Regions from separate parts of the Macaca mulatta genome. Here region 1 is linked to region 2. A link is a contact called in public Hi-C data. All regions are on one chromosome and are shown on one strand. The core of a region is the stretch at or near the end of the contact, and the rest is flanking DNA. Distances in the headings are between cores, read along the strand shown.

Region 1 (3,761 bases), core at 447-2,946, 250 kb after region 2:
GACTGGCTGCTACAGGGCTGCAGAGGATCTGCACGCCCCCCCCAGAATCCCCCCTCCCAAACTCCTCCCACCAACCACCAAAGCCAGATTCATTTCATGCAGCAAGAGCAATCCACAGATCCAATCCCCCCGCCATACTCAGCAAACCCACAGTTTCCACAAACTGTTGCTGGACGCTGATTCGCGCCACCACAACTACACCGCCACTTCAATCAAGCACAACCAGGCAGGCAGCCTGCTCTGCCCTCACCAAAAGATTCCCGTTTCCACTCAAATCAGCGCCCCTCCACTCCACTGCTATAGCGGGAATGGTATGGGCAGAATGTTAAACACTAATTTTTGCCCAGGGCTCCATTTTGTCTACCAGCACCATCATGCAGAGAACCGTCCTGCAGAAAAATAGAGTGGGAGCCATTCCAAAAGGTGAAAGGGTGGGGTCCTGCTCCAAGAAAACAGAGGAATTGTACTCCTCAGCTCATGTCCCACTACGGCTGCTTTATTTGTAGCGCAAACACAGTCTGCAGCTCCTGTACCTCTGTAGCTCTTACCACTTTGTAGTGCATTTTAGGTGTGAATTGTTCCGCAGCTCATGTACCTCTGCAGTTCATGTGCCTCGGAGCGCAATGAAGCGCTGTCTTCGGGCTGGCTAATCGCATCGTTTTTGTAGCGTTTTTGTAGTGCTACTCTTCTGCAGCTCAGATTTTGCAGCGCGTGTAAAGCGCAATTCAGTTTTCTGTCTGCAGCTCCTATATCGCTGCTCCTCGTTCGGGATTGTAGCGCCACTGAAGCGCCCATCCATCAGTTTGTGGCACATAAAGCGCCCATCAGTTCATAGCGCAATGAAGCGCCAGTTGTAGCGCCCATCAGTTTGTCGCCCGCGTGAAGCGTGCTTGTAGCGCATCTGAAGCGCCAGTTTTGTAGCGCATTTGAAGCGCTTATCAGTTTGTAAAGCATGGCACTTGGTAGCGCATTTGAAGAGCAAATTGCAAATCGATCTGTAGCTCCTGACCGTCTGCAGCTCATCACTGTCCGCAGCTCATCTCTCTCTATAGCCCATATCTGGACTTGGTCCTGGAAACCCAAGCCTTGAAGGCTTGTTTTCCCCATTTGTTTTGGGGTACAGCCAGTGAAGGCGTGACAAGGTTTGCGTGGAGACATTCTGGGGTGCTACTCTATCTCCCGCAGCTCCCGATAAGCACGGGGAATGAACGTGATCTTTAAAAAAAAACGTCCTCACCGCATACTCACCACGCGAGGACTCCTCTGCGAAGGCAGGAAGGATGGGGTCCCACACCTGAGCCAGGCGCGGTCTCCACTGGGTGCTCCGCAGCCCGGAGTGGCTCCGGACGACAGCCCGCTCAGTGGACCTTTCGCCAGGCTTGGTGGACCTTCTCCGCTGTTCTCCTCAGGGCGCAGTCAGGTTTCTTCGACACACACCAACCGAAGTTGAAGCGCGTGTACCAAGAGCGCAGACTGCGAGCCTTATATAGGTTGCACCGAGGAGGGGGGCGCCAAATCCCAGCGTGCTCCGCGGGCTAGGGGGTGGAGGGGGGTGCGGGGGATGGGGGATGGGGGTGGGGGCGGTGGCAACACTACAGTGGCCCGCCGCTAGAGGGAGTACGGGATTACCGAGGGGGTGCGGGATGCTGATGCTGAACTGGCCAAGCTGGGAGGGAAGAAGAAAGGGAGGGGAGGGGAGAATCGAGGACGGACGGCCTAGCCAGGCCAAGAATGCAATTGCCCCGGTGGTGGGAGCTGGGAGACCCCTGTGCTTGGACGGGACAGGGTCGGGGGACACGCAGGATGAGCCCCGCGACCACTGGCACATTCTTGCTGACAGGTTAGTGGCCTGCGCGCGACGTGGAGGACCCGGGGCCAACAGGCCGCCGCCTCCCCATCCCCCGCTCGGGTTCCGGGCGCCTGGGCGCGCCCTTTGGGCACCAGCCTCTCTTTCTGTCCCGGACCCCACCGTACCCCTCCTTCAGTACGCCCTGTACCCCACTTTCCCGGCCCAGCTTCTCTCTTCCCAGGCTTGACCCCTGGCCTTTTTTCCTCTCGGCGCCCCCGCGGGCCCCTCCCTGCTCTGCGGGCGCAGAAATTCCATCTCCAATTCCCGTTCCCAACATCCCCCTCCCCGCCCAGCCCCAGGGTAGTCCTCTCCCGATCCCTGCAGCAAAGAGCTGGGGGTCGTTGCCTGTTTTTCTGGGGGGGCCGTTTCCCCGCGATTGGGCTCTGCGGCCGGGATGCGAGCCAAAGGAAATGGGTGTCAATCTGCGTCCCCGCTACACAAACACATCTTTTCTCCTTTTCTTGATCGTGATAGAGAACACAAAAATTTGACATTTAAAACACCGAATTTCCCCCTCTTGCTAAGTCCATTTCTCGGTGGCGGAAATCTCGGTTTTCTTCGGTTTTACGGAGCAGGGAAGCGGAATCGTGAAATGCTGGGAACTACACAGGGCGTTCAGGTCAGGGTTAACACCGGCTGGAAGCCAGAGATGCTGCCGCACCAAGTGCGCTATTTCCAGAAACCAAAACCAATTTAAAACAGCTGTGGATGCTTCCACTGTGTTTGGCGGGCTTCGGAGGCTCACAGCTACGGACTTTTGGTGGCGATTACGAGGTTTACACAGAGATCTTGCTTCCCCTGCAACGTTACATTTTCCTAAATCTTGTAGGGTGAATGAATGCGTTTAGTCACGGCAACCGCACGTTTAATCCTTTCCAGCGGGTTGCCGAGATTCAGCCACAAATATTTGCGTGCATTTGTACTATCAACATATATATTTTATGTCAGGGAAAATTGCAGTGGCTGATAAGACGCTAAAATACTGATGAGGAAGGATGCTAAATAAAACCTTAACGCGGGTTCCCATCTAAGCGCCTCAGTGTTAGGCGCTTGGGAAACTGACAATCTGTTGATGATCTTAGTAAAACAAATTTAAGTTAAAAGGGAAAACCAAATTGTCTACAGCTGAGTTAGGTTTCTGAAACACAGATGAAACGCTTTCATATTTGAAGAGCAAAATTGAGCACATTTTAGTAACATTGCTACGGATTATTTTATACTTGGAGGATCAATAAGAATTTGACTTATTGTCGTAACAACGTTGCAGACACCGCACTTTAAAAGCTAGCCTTTCTAGGAATAAACAAAACTGGAGCCCATTTCCTGAGATTTTACTTTTCATTAGAGATAAAATATCCACTATCCGGAATATGAATGAAGGAAATGCAGCTTTTTAACAAAGACATTTTCCTAGGAAGTTGGGTGAACACAATTACACTTTTTAGAAGTGCCTTTTAATTTAATCTTTAGGATATTCACTCTCTTCTGCAAGATAGAATAATTCCAGGATTTCTTATGCTTGGTAGAGTACTGTTCTGATGACCGCTGTCAAATTCTTAGCAGTTTTGTTTGTTTAAATTCGAAAGTTACTTCACCTAGTTAACTGAGACATTATTTTTCTAAAAATTGAGATTTAAAACCAGTATAGATGAAAAGTAGGAAAAATTAAAGTTCAAAACTCCATCTTAAGACTTTGAAAGTTTGAACAAGTTCGAACCAATTTGATTTTTTCTTTCAAAATGTTAACCAGGACTTTTTTAAAAAAACGTAATTAGTATTTTACCGTAATAAAAGTAATTTCAGGTATTGTACAAAATTCAGGAGAGAAAACCTTAGAAAACTCTAAAGAAGAAAAGGTCACCTGTAACCTCTTCACCCTGCAATAACACCAGTAAACATTATAGAGTCTGCT
Region 2 (4,121 bases), core at 276-2,775:
GAAAGCAAATATACTGTGACACCCCTTTTCACAGCCCTGATTTGTTTATTCTTTCTTGCCTCTAACTTACTACAGTTCAAAACGCTACGCAATGCACGCTTGCTGGTCTCCTTAAGCCCACAGCAGGATTTTATATCAATAAGCCAGCAATCAAATACTTCAAGATATGCTGAAGAGCAGACAATGCAGGCAGTTCTAAAGATTTCTCATTTTATTTTTGTTTTGTTTTGATGTTAGACCGAGCCACATCACCCTCACGTACAAACAGCTGAGGAGGCACACACTTTCACTTAAAACGTCTCCAAACTCGGCTCATGGCCCAGCACGCATGCATGGCCCATGCAGACAAACAAGAAAGGCTTTGGAGTGCGGTGCCTGTTTTTCCTTTTTTTGTAAAGCATCGACAATCTCCTTTTACCCTGACCATTCTTTTTAAAGCCACAAACACCCTCCCCTCTCCCCTACACACACACCCCATTCCCTCCCCCGCCAATTCCAACCCGAGGAGGCGGGGGCGGGGGAGATGGGGCCGCCGGGGGATTCAAAACCTGCCCTCACAAAAGACAAACATAAATAACACCAACTTGAGAGGCAGCCGATTCCCAAGCCCGGTTCGGGACGCAATCCCTCGGCCCTGGGGCAGGACCGGGAGAGCAGGTGACGCCAAGCGCTATGGTAGGAGGTCGCAGTCTAGCTTTGTGCCAAGAAGCACCTGAAGTCCTAACACATTGGCTGCGGCTCCCGGCGGCTGCCAGGCGGATCCCAGTGTGACACGGAGAGAGACGAGCTCCCTGGCCACATTTAAAAAAATAGAAAAGAAAAAAAAATTACAGGGTAATGAAAATAAATCCCTTTGTTTTTCCTCCCAATGTGCCAGGAAACAATAGATCCCACTGATAATGCCTCCGATCTTCAACCTATTGCTCCTCCACCACAACCCACCCCCACCCCCAGCCTGCAACTCAGCCTTTGTACAAGCCGATTTTTTCCTCCTCTCCACCCTCCCCAACTCCTCGCCCCGCGCTCAGCCTCCCCCTTACCCGAGCGGGAGCGCCGCGGGCGGGGAGGGTCGGGCCGCCACGGCTCCCACCCTCTCCTCGCAGGCGCCCCCCGCCCCACGGTGGCCGCGGCGGCACGGCACGGCGCCGGCCCGCTGTGTACACCGCAACCCGCTCTTCACGGCGCAGCGCGCTGGGCGGCTGCGGCGGCCGCTTCCACTCGCGCCTCGGCCCCCACGCGCTCCCTGCCCGCGGCGGGCGGCCCCGGGAGGCGCGCTGCGCTCCCCAACGCCATTGCGGGCGGGCGGCGGCCCGGGCAGCTACGCGCCCGCATGCTCGGACCGGCCTGGGGCCAGGGGTGCCGGCAGAAGAAGGGGTTTGGCCCACGTGCGGTCGCCAAGCCGGGCCGTTTGGGCAGCCGGGGAGGCCGCGGTGTAATGGAGGCGAGGCCGCGGGGGTGAGGAAGACCAGGGGGTAACAGGTGCCTCACCTCGGCTGATGGGATTAACTCTAGGGCCGCAGAGAGAGGGAGCCCGGCAGCAAAATCCCGGGAGAGGGAGAGAGAGGGAGCCTCTGGCGGCCAAGGAAGGGCGAAAAGCACCGGCCCGAGGCGAGGCCGCCCCACCCCCTCGGCCGTGGGCGAGGGGCCTCTCTGGCCTGGGGCAAGGCCCCTTCCTGTTCGGGTGTTGGCTCCGGAACTTGGTTCTGGGGCTGACCGCTGCTGGAGCCCCACTTAGTCTGAGTCTGCAGTTAACTCCGTGACCCCAAGGCATCCAAATCCCAGGCCACTCTGCTGGCCTGGAAGGCCAAGACGTAGGCCCAAGTCTGGTGTGGCCTTCACCTAAGCCACTGCGCCTGGCCTACTACTTACCTTGACCTTAAAGTCCCACTGCCAAAGAGAAAGGGATGAGGAGGTCTTCTACCTTTCCTGTCTAGGGAGAGTTTTTCAGCTCACCCCACCCCTCCGCCCTTTTCTAAACGCTCAGTACTCCCTCTTACACCCCCAAGTACCGGAAGTGTTACCACCTTCCTGCAAAATATAAAACTGATCATGACTGTCAATACAGATCTTTAAACCAATCCTTCCAAAAAGCCTAGGTAGCAGGAACTCTTAAAGAATAATTTTTCAAGAAGGTAAAAACATGACAATGGTAGAAATACAAAATGAACATGGGTCAAAATTTTATAACTCTTTTAATTAGAAAGGGAACCCCAGCAAGATACCGCAACCCACTCATGTGAGACTGTGAAGAATAGGTATAGAGACAAGAAGAGGCAAAGCCGCTTAATATTCTATAGAGCACTGAAATGTAATGTGTATTATTATCTGTTTTACAGGGCGGTAACCAGTTGTATCTGTAAAGTAACAAATTTGCATTCTGTAGATAAAACTCATTTACATTACCAAACGTATCTACAGCTTACTGAGTAGTAAAATAGCCTAGTGAAAGTCAGTCTAAGAAAGGTGCAGAGGACTCTAAATTTCACAACACTCCGGAGTCCTGTAGATAACATCCAACATTCCATTGAAAGGACAAACAGTAATCTTTTGCTCATTTCAAAGTCTTTCACAAGTTTTCCCAACATAACGATTTTTAGCCCCATTTCACTGATGGAAAAACTAAGGTTTAGGTTTTGTAACTTACCCACTTCTTTATTGGCTATTAATAGTGAATGATTATGGCTGAATATGAACCCAGCAAGTCTGTACACAGATTCTATATATTCTGGGAGCAAAATCTTTTCATTTCAAAAGGATTTTGTAACTACTCAATTCTATGTATTTTTCTATGTATTTTTTTAATTTTAAGCAGTAAGGGCTTTTTTTTTTTTTCCTTTAAGCATCACCAAATTCTGGGTCCTTTCCCAAGAAATTGGCATTCTCTGTCTATGAAGTAGATGTCACTTCTATAAGCATAAACAGATGTAACAGGCAATGTGAGGGGGCTGTGGTTCCAGGCTCCACTTTTGGAAAGAACATTTGTGCTGTCTGGGATAATCTAGTGGAAAAGTTCCTGTCATTTATTTGCAGTATGGAAACCAGGTTTTTTAGGCGAATAACCTAAATAAATGCAGAATCTAATCACTGAGTTCTGGCTGTAGAAGAGGGGGCAGAGTTGGCAATAAAATCAGTCTTACACCTCTTTGCAAAAAGATGATTCATACAGAAAAGCACCCTAAAGGATTTGGTTGGTTTAAGTTTTATCTTTTGAAAATATGAAACTTTTGGAAAAATTTATACTGAAGGAATGACAGAGTTTTAAACCCAATGGTGAGAATTTAAGATTCCTAGATTTCCTATAATGGACCTTCCATTTCCAACATTTACTTGAATGTTCGAAGAGTCTGTTAGACCTGTGCTAATCCAATACATGCGGCTATTTAACTTTAAATTAATTAAAATTAAATACAATTGAAAAATCAGTTCCTTAGTCACACAAGCCACATTTGAAAGGCTTGATGGCTACATGTGGCTAGTGGCTACTCTGTTGGAAAGTGTAGATACACAACATTTCCATCATAGAAATTTCTATCAAACAGTGTTGTTCTAGACCACATTTGCACTTCTATGAACTTTATAAGGGTTAACTTAGTTCAATACATCATTAATGTATGAGGGATCAGAGGTCATAAATTTTATATGTTCCAACTGGAAAGGTGGTGAAAAGTGTGAAAAGTGAACTTCATTACTGACATGCAAAAAATCCAAAATGTGTTTGCGGTAGGGGAGTTCTCAATTTTCATATATGGTATCTTAACCTTTCATAAATCATATAGAATATTGTGGGCTGTTATTTTCATTTCCTTTGCAACCAATAATATCATGATTAGTAAGACCACAAGATTAGAGGATAAACAAAAAGTGCAAAATATATTCTACATTGTTTTAGGGGTTTTCTCAATGTATTTCTAAGTTTTTGTGATGGACATTCTAAGAACTATACAAAGAATTAAGTTATTCACGTGTGTATGTGAACCACTGGGTGCAGCTGTGAAATTAAGCCTAAACTAAGCCTGAATCAAATTTTAAGACTAGGGAAAACTGGCTAAGCTGGTACTGAAGACTGCCTGTCACAACTTCATTTCTAGCAGGAAGATACCTAGCTGGTTGTGTACTAATGG

The links. A called contact is a pair of places that touch in the nucleus more often than the background predicts.
Region 1: a contact with region 2 is called in a Hi-C map of fetal cortex germinal zone, with 1.9 times the contacts expected there. The contact joins the promoter of SGCE here to the promoter of PPP1R9A in region 2. A contact is called at or near these places in 2 of 14 Hi-C or Micro-C datasets (fetal cortex germinal zone and fetal cortical plate).

What each region holds. Positions count from the first base shown.
Region 1 is chr3:124,724,293-124,728,053 of T2T-MMU8v2.0, forward strand. SGCE (sarcoglycan epsilon) reads left to right here and starts at 1,697. Exons shown (of 9, transcript XM_077997058.1): 1 at 1,697-1,840. The coding sequence starts at 1,732.
Region 2 is chr3:124,472,581-124,476,701 of T2T-MMU8v2.0, forward strand. PPP1R9A (protein phosphatase 1 regulatory subunit 9A) reads right to left here and starts at 1,526. Exons shown (of 16, transcript XM_077997042.1): 1 at 1,041-1,526.